Linked DNA regions of Macaca mulatta: region 1 is linked to region 2. Evidence: chromatin contacts called from public Hi-C data. All regions are on one chromosome and are shown on one strand. The core of a region is the stretch at or near the end of the contact, and the rest is flanking DNA. Distances in the headings are between cores, read along the strand shown.

The links. A called contact is a pair of places that touch in the nucleus more often than the background predicts.
Region 1: a contact with region 2 is called in a Hi-C map of liver, with 2.8 times the contacts expected there. The contact joins the promoter of SMIM14 here to the promoter of UGDH in region 2. A contact is called at or near these places in 3 of 14 Hi-C or Micro-C datasets (fetal cortex germinal zone, fetal cortical plate and liver).

Annotation. Positions count from the first base shown.
Region 1 is chr5:38,843,738-38,848,199 of T2T-MMU8v2.0, reverse strand. SMIM14 (small integral membrane protein 14) reads left to right here and starts at 2,267. Exons shown (of 5, transcript XM_015138214.3): 1 at 2,267-2,393.
Region 2 is chr5:38,736,672-38,740,967 of T2T-MMU8v2.0, reverse strand. It overlaps UGDH (UDP-glucose 6-dehydrogenase), which reads left to right and starts at 2,412. Exons shown (of 12, transcript NM_001261103.1): 1 at 2,412-2,720. It overlaps LOC114678106, which reads right to left and starts at 3,070. Exons shown (of 4, transcript XM_028848163.2): 1 at 2,983-3,070; 2 at 2,600-2,874; 3 at 1,667-2,432. The coding sequence starts at 3,070.

The sequences.
Region 1 (4,462 bases), core at 1,018-3,517, 110 kb before region 2:
GCCCAGGGTGGAGTGCAGTGGCTAATCAAAGCCTCTAACTCTAGGGTTCAAGCAGTTCTCATGTCTCTGCCTCCTGAGTAGTTGGGACTACAGGCATACAGCACCCCGCCAGGCTAATCCTAACATCTTGGTTTTCCTGTAATTTACTTTATAAAGCTAGTACTGGGTGTGCACAGTGACCCATGCCTGTAATCCCAACACTTTGGGAGGCTGAAACAGGAGGATCACTTGAGACCAGGAGTTCAAGACCAGCCTAAACAATACAGCAAGACCCTATCTCTATAACAAATTAAAAAAAAAAAAGCTCAGTGTGGTGGCATGTGTCTGTAGTCTTAGCTACTCAGGAGGCTAAGATGGGAGGATCACTCTGAGCCCAGGAGTTTGAGACTGTTGTGAGCTATGATCACACCACTGCATTCCAGCCTGGGCAACAGAGCAAGATGCCATCTCAAAAAAAAAAAAAAAAAAAAAAGCAAGTACTGAGAATGTTGCAACAACCAGTACAATTCTACTTTGTACCATACTGTTCTCTTAAACACAGCTGTGTTCTCAAACACATACGTGGACATGGGTGCACTCCAGCATAACAGATTTTGTTTGGAGTTCCACAAATTAAAGACCCTTTGGTACAGTGTCAGCTCATTAGGGCACCAGATTCCATCTCAAACTCTGAATTTGAGTAAGCAGAGTTCAAGATTGCAGATTAAGGACCCAAATCTTTATTCTTTATACCTACTTTGTAGTTAGTTAACTGGGAAACACTTCAAGTTTTACCAGAAACCTCTAATTTTCTAGAAACCTTTACCTGTGTTCAAGATCCACTTTAAGTAAAAATCTCTTGTAAATTATACTAATTTGGGGAAGGTGATTCAGCTTGTTGAGGGGTAATTAACCAAACAGCTGAGGTGGAAGTCTGGGTAGGTGAAAAAGTCATCAAATCTGAGTTAAGAAAGCTTGCAGCTTTCACCTCTCCGTCAAGACTGGCAAAGAGGCACATTTGTGAAATCTTTGTTTGGGACTCACTTTTACTTCGTCACTTGTCCCATTTTAATTAAAGTTTGCCAACTGAAGGACCTAAGAAAACAATATAGTTCTGCATTTTGCCAAATTGGTTAATTTCCAGGGTCCCCAAAATTTAGCGGGGAGACTCAGAGGCTAGAATGGGAGAGTAGGAAGCACCAACTTGCTCTAAAAAGAAAATTGGGTAGAAACAGCACCCTTATTCCAGCTCTACAACCAAACCAACGAAGACTTGGGCCGGCTGGCTGCCTAGCCACAGCATTCCCTCCTACTTCCCTACTATCTCCTGACTAGCAAGTCATCTTTGGTCACATATCTTTAATTATGCAGTTTGAGACAGTCTCACTATCACCCAGGCTGGAGTGCAGTGGCGCGCGCGATCTCGGCTCACTGCAACCTCCGCCTCCCGGGTTTAAGCGATTCTTCCACCTCAGCACCCCGAGTAGCTGGGACAACAAGCGGGCACCACCACGCCTGGTTAATTTTTGTGTTTTTAGTAGAGATGGGTTTTCACCATGTTAGCCAGGCTGGTCTCGGACTCCTGACCTCAAGTGATCCGCCCTCCTCGGCCTCCCGAAGTGCTGGGATTACAGGCATGAGCCACCAAGCCCGACTACATATTTCCTTTACTAATATTCCTGTTGAACTTAATTTTGGTCGTTTCCGGTGCAAACATGTTAGGGTAAAGGAAACCAATAACTGCCACATTTGATGTATTTTTGTAATCCCCATCTCCAATTTCCATCCGCGCCTGAGTAACCAAAAGCACTCTACAGGGGTAGACTGCCTCAACAAACATCAATCTGTAACCACGTCTACATCTACCACGGTATTCTAAAGACTCCGTCGAGGAAAACCTTTAGCTCGGGCAAAGGGAGACACATTAGAAAACACTGTCCGCCGCCGACGAAACAGGCTACGCGGAAGAGTTCAACACACAACCGGCCTCGCCCCGATTGCTTCACAGTCCTCAGCCACACCCCTCCCAACCGGAACTACATCCCCCGCGCTCCGCGCCCCCACGCACAGCGTGTCGTAGGCGTCTGAAGCCGCAGGCTCCCGCCGGGCTTCCCGAGACGCACAAGGCAGGCGCTGGGCGTGCGCATGCTCGGCAGGCGGGGCCGCTGGAGTCTCCAGGCGCTGCCATCTGTTGCACTGCCGCCCGCGGGAGCCATCAGATCCGGGTCTTGTGGCTAAGAGTGACGTGGTCACTCGAATCAAAACAGAGGAGGGGGAGGAAGCCGGCAGCCAGGAGCGGCAGCGGCAGCAGCGTCCGGAGCAGCCGCAGCCTTCTGGAAGCTCCAGGCGGTCTTTCTGCCGAGCCTCGGTCCCGGCCCCCATCCTCCCCGCCCCATCGGTTGTTGTCTGGGCGGGTGAGTGTCTCCCCCTCTCCCACCAGCGTTTGCTGGCTCACCCTTCCCTCGCCCCAGTTTTTCCTGGGGGCTCCCCAGGCTCTCGGGGACTGCGGCGGCTGCGGCAGAACAGGGCTGTTTCTCGGGCTTAGCGATTCCCCGGCCGGGCTGGCGATTCTGCACTGGGAGAAGCTCCGCTGCTGCCGAGCCCGCGCCCCCCGCAGAGTCTGCAATTGGGCTTTCTCTGCAGGATGTCAGAGTCGGTGCTTGGCAGGAAAGGGCAAGGTAGCCACGGATGGTTTTATTTTTAGGATCAGATTGTCGACACGGGTGGAGACGTATAATGGAGTAAAAAGAGAGTCGTAGCTGGAAGGAAAAACTCACAAATCCCGAAATCCACACTATCTTGTTTACCGTCTCCCTCAGCCCTTTCTGGGTACGGTGAAGTCACTAGGATGCATCCTTTGTTGTGATAAGTGAGACAAGAAAGCTGCCACCCTGAAAGCGAGAGCTTTTTAGCTCCTATTGTGTCGCGAATTTAAAGGATCCCCTTTTTCTGTTTGTTCAGTAGGTGGAACCAAGGCTGACAGTGAAGAGGTAGCAGCACCTTTTATTGGAACTAATAGTGTGTGATAAACTGGTTACCAGCTGTACCCGAAGTCCCGTGTTGCTGTTTAAAGGCAGACTTCACCAAAGTGGCTGTTTATATGTGCCAGGATTTTAGCAGAGACGGTTTGTTAGCTGTAGAGAGTCGGTAGGATGTTTTCAGTTACCCCAGTTGGCAAAACCGAGGCTGTGGCCTTATTAGAATGTCTTACTTTTGCATCGAGAGAGTTGGTTGAGCTTCACACACGTAATAGCTACATTTGCAGAAGAGTCCTTCCAGTTCTTGTGTGTTATTGTCAGAAACAGTTAGCAGCTGTACACATAACTTGGAAAGCGTAAGACCTTCCAGGTGTTGGAGTCTTGCGACGCTTAGGAGGCATTCTCGCCGCCCGGCGCTGTGGAGGTTGCAGGAGGCTTTGCATTCCCTTCCATTTAGGGTGGCTGGCCGCGCAGATTCCTTTAGTGTAGCCTGCTCCGAACTTGCCGCTCTCCGCGGCCCTCCACAGCACTGCGACCAGAAAACCAAACCTTTTTGTCCTAACTTTTTTTTCCTCTTTTTTCCAACATGGATTTTAAAAAGAACACCGCTTCACCCCCGCCCCCGAGAACTCATTAATTGAGGTGTTTGTGTGGTTAACAGCAAGAAAGAACAACAGTACGTGATAGTTAATTGCTCCTTATCAAACCAGTAAGAGTTACGAGTTTAGATTATTTCCTTGAAGGGTATGTCCTTGTGGTATAACATGAACCTCTTAACCAGTCTTTTCTTCAGTGTTTGCCATTGAGATCTTTTTTTCTTACTACTGCAGTTGGAATCCTTCTGATTTAGAAGAAGGAAAAATTTCTTGAAGTTCTTTTTCAGCTTTTTACCTTTTATGCTAGCCTATAACTAATATTTTTGGTTATACGAAATACTTTGTGTAATAGAGAAAATGTTGATAAAAGCAGATGGGAAAAAAAATCAATAATCTTGCCACCCAAAGATCACCAAAATGTTAGTTTATACCCTTCTAAACTACTTTTTTGCATTTATATATTTTATACAAATGTGGTATCATACCACATATGCTTTTCAGTACGTAACCTGCTTTTTCACATTCTAATACTTCTTTTTTGAGTAATAATTTAAAGTTTTCAGACATGGACTTCGGACCTTAAATTTTAGGGAGTATTCACTGTACAGTAGTGCCCGCTTATCCGTGGTTTCACTTTTAGGGGTTTCCCGAGTTTCAGTTTCTGTGGTCAACCACAGTTCGAAAATACAATAATATTTTCAGAGACCACATTCACATTACTTTTATTATAGTATATTGTTATAACTGTTCTATTTTATTATTAACTGTTGTCAATCTCTTACTGTGCCTAATTTATAAATTTTATCATAGATGTGTATAGGAAAAAAACAGTCCATATATAGGGTTCACTATATGGGCTTTAGGCATCCACGAGGGGGTTGTTTTATAATTTTTTAATTTTAAAATTTA
Region 2 (4,296 bases), core at 1,163-3,662:
TTGTTTTACATTTTTGTAATCTCTAATATCTGACTTAAAAAACAGCTTAATTCTATCTGCTTTGATAGCACATTATAGTCTCCACAAAACTTTATTGCACACTTGTGAGAGAAAAAGAGTTAAAAAAGCAAGCAACACATGAAAACGTTTTGACCTCATGGATCCCAGAAAGAACTACGGAGATTGTCTACAGTCCCCAGCTCACTTTTGGAGAACCGCTGTCCTAAATCCAAAGGTCCATTCTAGCTGGCACTGATAATTGATTTAATTTCTGAAATCCTATTAACCATTTTGAAGAGTCTGATTCTACCAAAATACTAAAAAAAAAAAAAAAAAAAAGTGAGGTGAATACTAAGTAGAAAAATTTTGAATTCAAAATGAAGGGACTAATCATAGATAAGTGGTTTTTATTACAAAGCAAATTGTATTAGGTAACTTAAATCTACATATGTCCCAAGTTCAAAAAGATGCCCTACTATAGCACTTATGTACTGCAATTACTTTATATATCTCTTCCACTCAACCTGTCAGCTTTGCAAGAAGGCAATAAGTCTTTCTTGTCTGGTTATTTTTTTGAGACGGAGTCTCGTTCTGTTCCCCAGGCTGGAAGGCAGTGGTGCGATCTCGGCTCACTGCAACCTCCGGCCCCTGAGTTCAAGCAATTCTCATGCCTTAGCCTCCTGAGTAGGTGGGATTACAGGTGCCCACCACCTTGCCCGGCTAACTTTTTGTATTTTTAGTAGAGGCGGGGGGGCGGGGGGGTTTCACCATGTTGGCCAGGCTGGTCTGGAACTCCTGACCTCAGGTGATTCACCTGCTATGGCCTCCCAAAGTGCTGGGATTACAGGCGTAAACCACCGTGCCCGGCCAAAGGAATTGAGTCTTAATCCCTTTTGTATCTTCAGCCTTTAGGATAACGTCTGACACACAACAGGCATTAAATATTTGTTGGATGAATGAACTGAACTGCATAGAATGTAGAAAGCCTACATATTACTGGCCAAGCACCGTGGCTCACACCTGTAATCCCAGCACTTTGGGAGGCCGAGGCGGGCGAATCACCTGAGGTCAGGAGTTTGAGACCAGCCTGGTCAACATGGCAAAACCCCATCTCTATTAAAAATACAAAAATTAGCCGGGCATGGTTGTGGGAGCCTGTCGTCCCAGCTACTCGGGAGGCTGAGGCAGGAGAATCGCTTGAATCCGGGAGGAGGAGGTTGCGGTGAGCGGAGATCTCGCCACTGCACTCCAGCCTGGGCTTCGAGAGGGAGACTCCGTCTCAAACAACAAGCCAGCCTACATATCCTGCTACATGTGCTACAATCCACAGCAAACTATTTCATCCACATTCAACGACTTTCTTGAAGTCGCCATCATGATCCTATCAAGAAAACCGTGACTTATATGGTATTTTAATGTGCCTTTATAAATTACTAATCATTTTCTTCATGATGTATGTTAAAATGGCTTACGTCACCTGATGTAATCCTTAATGAGGGAAATAAAAGGCCATGACTATGCCTGGCTTTTTTTTCTTATATCTTAGATTTGAGGTTTAGTTAAAAAGACCTCGAAGTGGCGAAAGAAAGGAACAGAAATGCCCTCCACATTAAAAATGAGCAGGCTCCATAGGTTAATTGTACTCTTCCTCACGCACGGCACTTACATGTTGCATACTCTCTGCTCCACAGCATGCACAGACATCCCAAATCCCGGACTGGGCCTGAGGAACATCTCTGCAAAGAGCAACGGGAGGGCGTGGGGGTCCCGCCTCTCCCGCCAGGGACCAGGGAGTGGACACTCACTGGTCCAGTCATGAGGAACTCAGCATCCTCCTGACGGGAGGCGCCTCTTTCCCAGAAGCGATGGGTCTGGAGGAATCTGACTAAACCTTGGGTTGCCGGCCCGGAAGGCGTGGTTGACCCAGGGGCCTCGAGGTTGTGGGCGAGGATAATCCGCCACCGGGACCGACCTGCAGAGTCCAGGGGACCGAAACCCGAGGGCTGCGCTCCAGGGTGCTGAGGCGACCGGAAAGGCGGCCAGGATCTTCCGGTCGCCCGGCCCACCACCCACCCAGTACCCGCGCAGCCCTGAAGCCTGGCAGACGCGGACCGCACGCGGCCTTTGCTTCGGCCAGGACAGGGCGGCGGGGAGACGGCTGCTAGACAACAAGTCTTGACCCCTCCGCTACCCACGACCTCCGGGTAGGCGAGCAAAGGGCCTACACCTCCGATTGCCCCAGTCCCCTGGTCCAGCGGACACGCCACGCACGCAGTCCCGCCCAGCGCCGCTCGCGGTAGGGGCGGAGCGGCTGAGCTGGCCCAAGCGGATTTGCCTAGCTCGGTCAGGGGCGGGGCAGGCCCTCCCCGCCAGGACCAGCCCCCGTCTCCCCGCCCCTGGGCCCTGTAGGAAATAGGGACCCGGCCCTGGGCCTTGTGTAGTGGGAGGGGGAGCTAGAAAGCGGCTGAGGGCAGAGTCCAGGAGGGCCTGGCTGCGGGGGAATGAAGCCTCCGCCTTCTCAGGCAGAAGCCTTTAAATACGGGCTGAGGCCCGGGACTCAGGAGTGTAGCGCGTGGCAGCCTGAGGGAGGGGCGTTCGCCGAGAGGGAGCTCAGACGGAGCTGGGCGCGGGTGGAGAAGCTGCGGCAGCGCGGCCCATAGGAAGGTGCTGTCCGGACGATCGGGATAAGAGCGGTCCCTGCGCTTGCTGCTGGGAAGTGGGTAAGCGCCGCTCCCAGGCTGGCCCCGCCGCCCGTGCGGGATGATCCAGGTCTGGGCGGGATGTGGAGGGAGCGGGGCTGGGGTGTGCGCTGCTCCCGGTTGCTCGCTGCGCTGGGTCCCGGGCTTCCCGACTCACGACCTTTGTCTCTTTGGGCTTTAGGGCGGGAACCGCATTTTGGAACTGCTGTCCTAGGGATGGGGTAGCCTGGGCTTCTTATTCAAGACTCGCGAGTCTTCCAGCCCCTTCTCTTTCTGCTTTTACCCACTTTCCTGACTTGGATGAGATTTCCCTGCCGCCTCCAAAGCCGAACGCCCACCACAGGAAGCGGTTCTCTCGTTGGGGACCACATTTTGGCCGCAGAATCGTAGTCTTTTGTTTGTGTTTAAGAGTCTGCTCACCTGAGGGGCTCCTGCTTTTCTCTTGCCGCCTCTCTTAAGAAACCAAATAGAAACGAAGCCAGAAAGCCCTCTTGAGAGCAAAATCCTGAGACTATCGTGATATGTATCTGGGATGTCCTGGAATCCATTGTTGGACCCCCACACCATAGAATTACTCTGTTTGATGTCGGGGAAGGCCTTTCCTGGGTGTCTCGGGAGACCATGTTTGTGTGAGATCTTGAAAAATTATACGTCCTATAAATATACAGGAAGATAACTTAGTAGGGTTATGAATTCTAGTATGGAGAAAAGAGGGGTTCGCTGGTAGGGATCTATTCATGGGCATACAGAGCAGTAGTTGTCTATCGACAGTCCTCAAAGACACAGTGAACCCTTGATTTTCTTCAAATCCCCTAAGAAATGGAGAACAGTAGTCTTTCTTCAGGGGGATTCTGGAAATCAAAGAGCTGACTGTCTGCTCTGAGATGTGCTTGTTAGTGGCCAGGATCCAGTTTAAGGTAAGGGATAGACAACCCTGGTTGAAAAGATCTCATTTCTTCTCCCATTGCTGTACTCGTTTTTCTAACAAAATCTATTAACTGGATAAGCATAATCCATCTTCCTTCTTGTTTACTTCCACAGCTTTAGATGATAACCCTTAGACATAAAATTAATACCGGCTTTCTTACTGATTAAATATTTTTCTCTGTTCAGGCATCTTTTACTGTTTAATTTCTGGAAATGATTAAAATGTTTGAAGCTGATGTATCCAACTATAATGCCTATCGTTAGCTCCTGGGTACCTATGCAAAGTATGCTGTGGAGAGCTGGGGCTAGAAGGATTATTTTCTGTTTAGATTGTAGTAGGGCATTTGTTATTTGTTAGTGACCCCTTCTGGGTTGAAATGTTTATTTGAATTTATGAAATTTTACATGAAGAGTAGTTTTGGAATGGTTTGGTTTGTTGTGACTCTCCCAAAATACAGAGGTAAAAACTCATTTCAAAATAACCCATTTAATAAGGAGACACTCTCATGTCTCTGACAGCAGAATAAGAGTGCCAGAGGGTACATAAAAGTAGAAATAGAAAATGGGGCTGGGCGCAGTGGCTTACACCTCTAATCCCAGCACTTTGGGAGGCTGAGGTGGGTGGATCACCTGAGATCAGGAGTTCGAGACCAGCCTGGCCAATATGGTG